2 separate regions of the Sus scrofa genome follow, and region 1 is linked to region 2. The links are chromatin contacts, called in public HiChIP or PLAC-seq maps. All regions are on one chromosome and are shown on one strand. Each heading gives the region's core, a stretch centred on a gene start, on an enhancer-like site or on the middle of the called end of the contact. The rest is flanking DNA. Distances are from core to core; before and after follow the strand shown. Region 1 holds the start of LOC100511185 (2'-5'-oligoadenylate synthase 3-like). Region 2 holds the start of ERAP1 (endoplasmic reticulum aminopeptidase 1).

What was found. HiChIP or PLAC-seq counts read pairs in DNA pulled down with a chosen protein or histone mark.
Region 1: a contact with region 2 is called in an H3K27ac HiChIP or PLAC-seq map of skeletal muscle. The contact joins the promoter of LOC100511185 here to the promoter of ERAP1 in region 2. A contact is called at or near these places in 1 of 5 promoter capture datasets (liver) and 1 of 2 datasets of contacts at active chromatin or transcription factors (skeletal muscle).

The regions. Positions count from the first base shown.
Region 1 is chr2:103,714,928-103,718,153 of Sscrofa11.1, forward strand. It overlaps LOC100511185 (2'-5'-oligoadenylate synthase 3-like), which reads left to right and starts at 1,804. Exons shown (of 9, transcript XM_013994999.2): 1 at 1,804-1,879; 2 at 2,411-2,590.
Region 2 is chr2:103,413,133-103,416,351 of Sscrofa11.1, forward strand. It overlaps ERAP1 (endoplasmic reticulum aminopeptidase 1), which reads right to left and starts at 1,934. Exons shown (of 21, transcript XM_021085396.1): 1 at 1,812-1,934.

The sequences.
Region 1 (3,226 bases), core at 554-3,053, 300 kb after region 2:
TGATGGGGGTGGCAGGGTGGGGCAAGGACAGGAAGAGGGCAGGAGGAGGATTAAAAGTTCACAACTCTTTGGTTCAGTGCATAAACGACTCTCCTGTTTATGGTATATGTCAACCCGTGTCCTCCTGTGGGGCCAAGGTTGCTAACAGTGACATCCATATCTTAATGCTAGGAAGAGGAAAACGGAGCAAACAATTCAGATGTGTGCTTTGGATGAAAAAAACGTCCAGTGCTGTTTCAAGAGTTCGCCAATGAATCCCTGATGTATGCACTAGACTAGTGGCTTCAAACATTTTGACTTCTACCCAAAGAAAGACATAGAGTAAATACGTATGGTAATAGATACCACCATGGATTACTCTGTAGCAATTAAAAAGAATGGACTCCAGTATAGGTAGTGTCTTTTCAATTCGTTTAATTTTATATAACTTATTAAAAAAAAACAAGCCTCCAAAGTAAGGAACATTTTGTAAGAACATACATGGAGCAAAAAAGATAATACAATAGACGCATTAAATGTTTGCCTGTGGGGGACAAGGAAGGGAATGGAAATGTAGGATGGGGAAAAGGGAAATAAAACAAAAGAAAGGACTTAATGCTCACCAATGAGAAGACATTACACAAACAAGTTAGTGATACTGAGATCTTACAAAATGCATTTTACCGTGCAACCCAGTACACAAATGTATATGTTTAGCTGTAAAAATGTTTCACGCATCATAATTTACCTTCGCTATGTTCAATATTCTCTAGTTTTGTCCTATTTGACTTTTTCCTTTTTTAAAAATTTTGTTGAAGTATAGTCGATTTAAAATGCTGTGTTAATTTCTGCTGTGGAGCGTAGTGAATCTACTATATATATGTATTCTTTTTCACTTTATTCATATTTTTCATATTTGTTGTTTTTAAAAGCTGGCCACTTAAATTGCTAAATTGCTTTCACAGATTCCTAATGTGACAGGACCCACTGCTGGGGAAGTGAACCCTCTCTCAGTGAAAAGAGCACTTGCTCAGTAGCAGATCATTCAAATTTGACAAAAACTCCAAAACCAATGATGTACTGAAGTTTGTTAGGAGTGAAAACAGTTCGCTTTTCTTTCATTTTATACCGTTACATTTTGGATTCATTTCTAATTCTTATTGAAACTTAGAACTACAACATAGTGTGTGAAAAATGGTCCCCCAAAGATGTCCACATCCTAATCTCTGGAACCTTTGAATTAGTTACCTTACATGGCAAAGGAAAATTAAGTTTGTAGATAGCATTTAGGTTGTTAATAGCCGACCTTAAAAGGAGATTATCCTGGATTATCTAGCTGTGCCCAATGGAATCACAAGGGTTCTTCAGAGTGGAAGAAGGAGAGAGAAGAGGATATCAGAATAGCTGGATGTGAAGAGGATCCCTTTTGCTTTTGCAGACTCTGAAGACAGAGGAAGGGAGCCAACAGCCAAGGAATGTGTGTCACTTTTAGGAGCTGGAAAAAGCAGGAAATAGATCTTACTCAGAGCCTCCAGAAAGGAATGCAGCCTGAGTAATGCTTTGATTTTAGTCTGGTGTGACCAACATCAGACTTCTGGCCTATGGAACTATAAAATGATAATTTTATATGTTTAAGCCACTAAAGTTGGTGGCAATCTGTTACAGCAGCAGATGCAAAATAATCTGCGAGTATACTTAGAAAAATGTAATGTAACCACTTGCTTAGAAACTGGTAACTACAAATCCCATAATTCTTACCTCTGAGAAAGGAGCTCTAAGCTTCAAACAAGTTATTACAAATGCAAGTAGAGTTACTTAGCAACAAGAAAATCAACAGTTTCAGAAGCAGCCAGCTGAAGATTAGACTTTGCCAACATCTTCTTCCAGACTGCGTCTCTTGGTATAAACTTCTACTTTTCTTTAAAAAAAAAAAAAACTATTTAACTTTGAAAAAATCGAGAGTTAATTTGAAAGATATGTAGAAATCATCACTCAGGATAATTTTCTCAGATATAGGAATTCATTGGGTGGTAAAAAAGGAAGAAACAAAGGCTCTGAGAGTCCCTGAGTGAAGATACTATCTAAATCAGCAGTTAATATCTCTGGGATCTTAGATCCATTTGAAAACGCTTATTAGAAAAATGTATGTATATTCATATATACACAAAATTTTGCATTTGTTTTATTGGTTTTACAGCCTCCTTAATGTTTATAAACTTAGGTTACAAGCAGCTGATGTAAATGGATATTTTCATGATACCATGCTTGATTTTGGTGAGGAATACATTTCCTGGAAAACATTCCTGTGATAGAACACAAATTAGCACACCAGAGAAAATGTTATCTTTATCGTAGGTAACAGTGAGGAATTAGATTTTCTTCAAAGGGCTTATTTATTTATTTATTTATTTATTTATTTTGGCATCAACAGGATCTAAATCACTGGGAAAGGATGTGGGCTCTTAAACTGTACAACTGTGAGCTCTGTGGGAGTGATTTTGTGAGCTGCACGGCTCTGAGGTATCACTTTCAACAGAAGCATCTTGGAAAAGTTCACTGCGAAAAATGTGGCCAAGAAGTCCCGGGGGATAAGCTCCAAGATCACAGCAAGGTACCTGGGTGCACATGGGAGGAAGTTGAGAACCTCCCACTTTTTCTAAAATATTCATGCTTTTTGTCCATTGGCTTTAAGTCTCTTATGAAGATTTATTAACAGAAAATGAAAAGTTAAAACTCATGACCCGAGGCCATGGGTGGCATGCAGTGGACAAAGCTGTCCATCCCAGTCTTCTCAGCTATAAAGGGCCATCTCAGGGCTGCTGTGAAGGACACTCCACAGAGTTCCCTGGACACAAATGTTATACCCAGGACACTGCTATTATTATAGTTATGATTCCAAAGGACTTATCTAGGGATAGGGTTCTCACAGTCCTGGAATTTTTCACTTTCAGTGTGACCTTAGAGGCAGACTAATGTCCTTCCTTCCTTCCTCCTCCTCATTTTACAAATGAGTAATCAAAGATGCAATTCAGCTGACTGATTTGCCCAAGGCCTGAGAAAGTAAATGTCAGAAAAAGAGCTAGGGTCTCATTCTTCTGATTTTATGAAATGAAACCTAGTACTTTTTAAAAGATCATTTTTTCAGCACTGTGGTTCTCATGGTTCTTCACTTTATTAATCTATTGCAGTTTTCCATCTGCAACAAAGAAAAAAAAAAAACTAATGGATTTTGTTCTGTTTTGAGAAT
Region 2 (3,219 bases), core at 684-3,183:
ATGCTACACATCTTTGCAAGCTCTGAGTCAGGAGAGAGTGCAAGTTATTTACAAGGCCAGTGAACCTGAAGCACAACATGTGGCAGAAAGATGCATCTTTGGGGACAGACCACCACACAGCCTTATAAGCATCCAAAGGATTTTGGTTCTATCCTAGGGGCAATAAGAAGCCACTGGATTTTGATCTCGGGGACCTTAGGATCTGGTTGACGCCTTAAGAAAATCATCTTGGTTGCTGTGTGGGGTGTGAGGACTGAGAAGAAGGGAAGGCCAGTTAGAAAGTAGTCTAGACAGAGTAAGTACGATGGTGGTTTGTATTGGAGTGATGTCAACAGAAATCAGGGCAGGGGGCTGGGGACACAGAGAGATGGAGATATTCAACATCCATATTTACGGTGGATTAGAAGTGGCGAGTGAAAGGACAGGACTATCAGGATGGCTGCCAGGTTTCTAAAATGAACATCTGGGTGGTCATAGGTGCCCTTTATTGAAATGGGAAGGCCAGAGGTGGAATGGGTTTAAAAGAGAGGAGAGGGAATCAAGGTTTAGTTTTAAATATATTGAATGTGTGATGTCTAAGAGATATCCAAGGGGAAGCATCAAGAAGGCAGTTAAATATACACAGATTGAGAACAGAGAGAGAAGAGTTTTAAAAGAATTTCCTGTACTTGACTGCACTCTTTTAAAGTTTCAAAAAGTACCTTCCTTTGTCATCTGATCTTACTAAAAGCTTCTTCACAATCAATGTGGATGAAAATGTGGCAGTAACGGAGTACTTAACTTACCTCATAGCCAGGAAGAGTTCAAGACACTTTAGGAACCTTACTGCCTTTGGTGAGTGTGACTTTTCCCATTCACACAAGAAGTCAGGGGCAACTCATCCTGGGCTATGTCACCTTCCCTTTATTGGGACACTATGGGATGTGAAATTCATCATCAACAGGACCTTCTTCCAACATGCTCTGAACAATGAAATTAACAAGCCCTAATAACAGCATGTCACTGCTGGTAAATGATACAGATGTTGAATTAATTCGATATTTAACACAGTGGAATTTTTTTCTATTTAGACCCACCTGAAAATGTGCTACAGTACAGTTACAACGTCTTGGAAAAAGAGACAATGCTGGCCAATTTTTAGAAGTATTTTTTGAAATTATTGACCGCATCCTGAGTTGAGAGCAAATATTCTGTGCATTTAATAGAAAACAAAGCATTCTTTCTGAATGTGGCCTCAAACAAACAAACAAACAAACAACTCCATGAAAAGGGTGAGGAAGTGTCTGCACTTCCTCCTTCTTATGAAATTAACTTGCAGGTCCAACTGGTGAGAAAGGCACCCAAAGCGGAAATTTTAATTTGCTCAAACAGGAGTGTTTTAACTCTGAATAAACCCTGGCGGCGCCAGAGCCAAAGTGAGGACAGAAAACTGCTGGCAAGAAGTACAGGAGAAGCAAGGAGAGAAACGATCTTGAGGACACTCACAGAGGTTCCCACAACACTCCTGCGCCTGGAAGTAACCAAAGCCGCGTTCCAGTCTCTGACTACTAGCCACATGGTACCCTCCTTGGCCTAACCCCACCGTCCGTCCACCGGTCCCTCCACTTGGCCCTACTCAGGTGTCAGGTGGACCGGGCGCCGGCAGGAACCCAGGCTCCAGCGAGTGCAGAGGGAGGCTTCTGCCAGCCGCCTGGCCATGGGACTGAGTGGAGCAAGACCACCACCGGCCCTGCGCTCCTGGCCATCTCCCAGTAGAAAAGAGGGACAAGGACAGCAGCGGTACTGGGCTGGCGCCAACCCCGCCACCTTACCTGTGGACGCCACCCTCCCTGTGGACTCGATCCCCAGATCCCCAGGCCACACGAGACGCAGCCTCCTGGTCCTCCTCCTCCCCTTGCTCCAGGCCCCCGGGGCCTCCCCCCTCAGAGAGGATGCCCAGGTCATGCCCTTGCCCAGCCCTGTAGCCCCCTCCCAGCGGAGCGCACTGGGGAGGGGCTCCCTGTACCTGGGGCTCCGGACCACGCTGGCTGGCCCTTGCTCCTCTGCAGCCTGCCCTGCCCTTGCCGGCACAGGGACCGAAAGTGAAAGTAGAACCGGAGCTGCAGGCGGCGTGCGGGGTGCTGGGCCGAGCCGGGGCAGGCGCAGGGAGGCCCCTAGCCGAGGTGGGAGCTGGGGAAGGGAAAACCCGGGTATGGGGCTGAGTGGACACCATTGTTCCCCAGAGGCGAATTCACAAAACAGTGCTGTTTGCGTGTGGGAAACAGCAGGGTTATGATACAGGAGGGACCTGGCGGAGAGGGGCTCCCCTTTCGGAACGCAGATCATTTTCTCCGTCTCTGGACGGTTATTGTTGCTTTTTCATAGATTAGCCTTCGGTTCGGCCGAGGTTTGTGGGTTAGGAGGGGGCTAATGCGTTTAGAGGGCCATCCACTGACTGGATGCCCCCACCCAGAAATAGCTCGAAGCTCGTTGGACTCAAGGGATGTCCATCATCTCGCCTCTACAAATGGGCTGAGAGCTCTGAGAGCTCGTGGCCCGCCTCAGAGAAACAGAATCCGGAAGGACTCTTTGTTTCTGCCAAACACTGAATCCCCTGGGTCTCAGTGGGCTGGCCTTTGGGTTGTAGAAGGATTTGGCTAAGAGTGCGAAATAGGTGGAAGCGGGATGTAGCTGGTCCGAACTGCTCCACCATGACCCAGAAGTTTGCTGCTCCCCACATGAAAACGTTCTCCCTGCTTTTTCAAATCAGGTCACCGTTTCTATGCTCCTCTTAGAACACTGAACCTGGATGAAAGGTCGCCAAAAGCCCATCTTGAAACATTTGAAGGTAAATGCAGTAACAAGCCAAGAAAACACAAATATTTATACTCACCAAATGCTGGCCCCTCTGCGACTTATTCTCACTCTACTCAAGCTTTCTCCTTTCATTTCCTTCTCTGCCGCCCTGCCTTGGAAAACGGGGGGGGGGGGGGTTCCAAGTTGCTAGAATAGTATTTCTCAGCTTTTCTGTCTTCCATCTTATGCCTCCTTTTGAAAAAATATATTTTGTTCTGCATATTCTCTCCAGTCAAAGATATTCTGTAATATAAACTTAATACCCTGTCCCCAGGCCCAATCAGAGTGGGATCAAGGGAAATGTCTACACTTCTACAAGGAGCCAGTTTGGGATCAGGTAATTTGCACGTTTGAACTGCAGCAGGGCTGTCAGTGGCTCGCTAT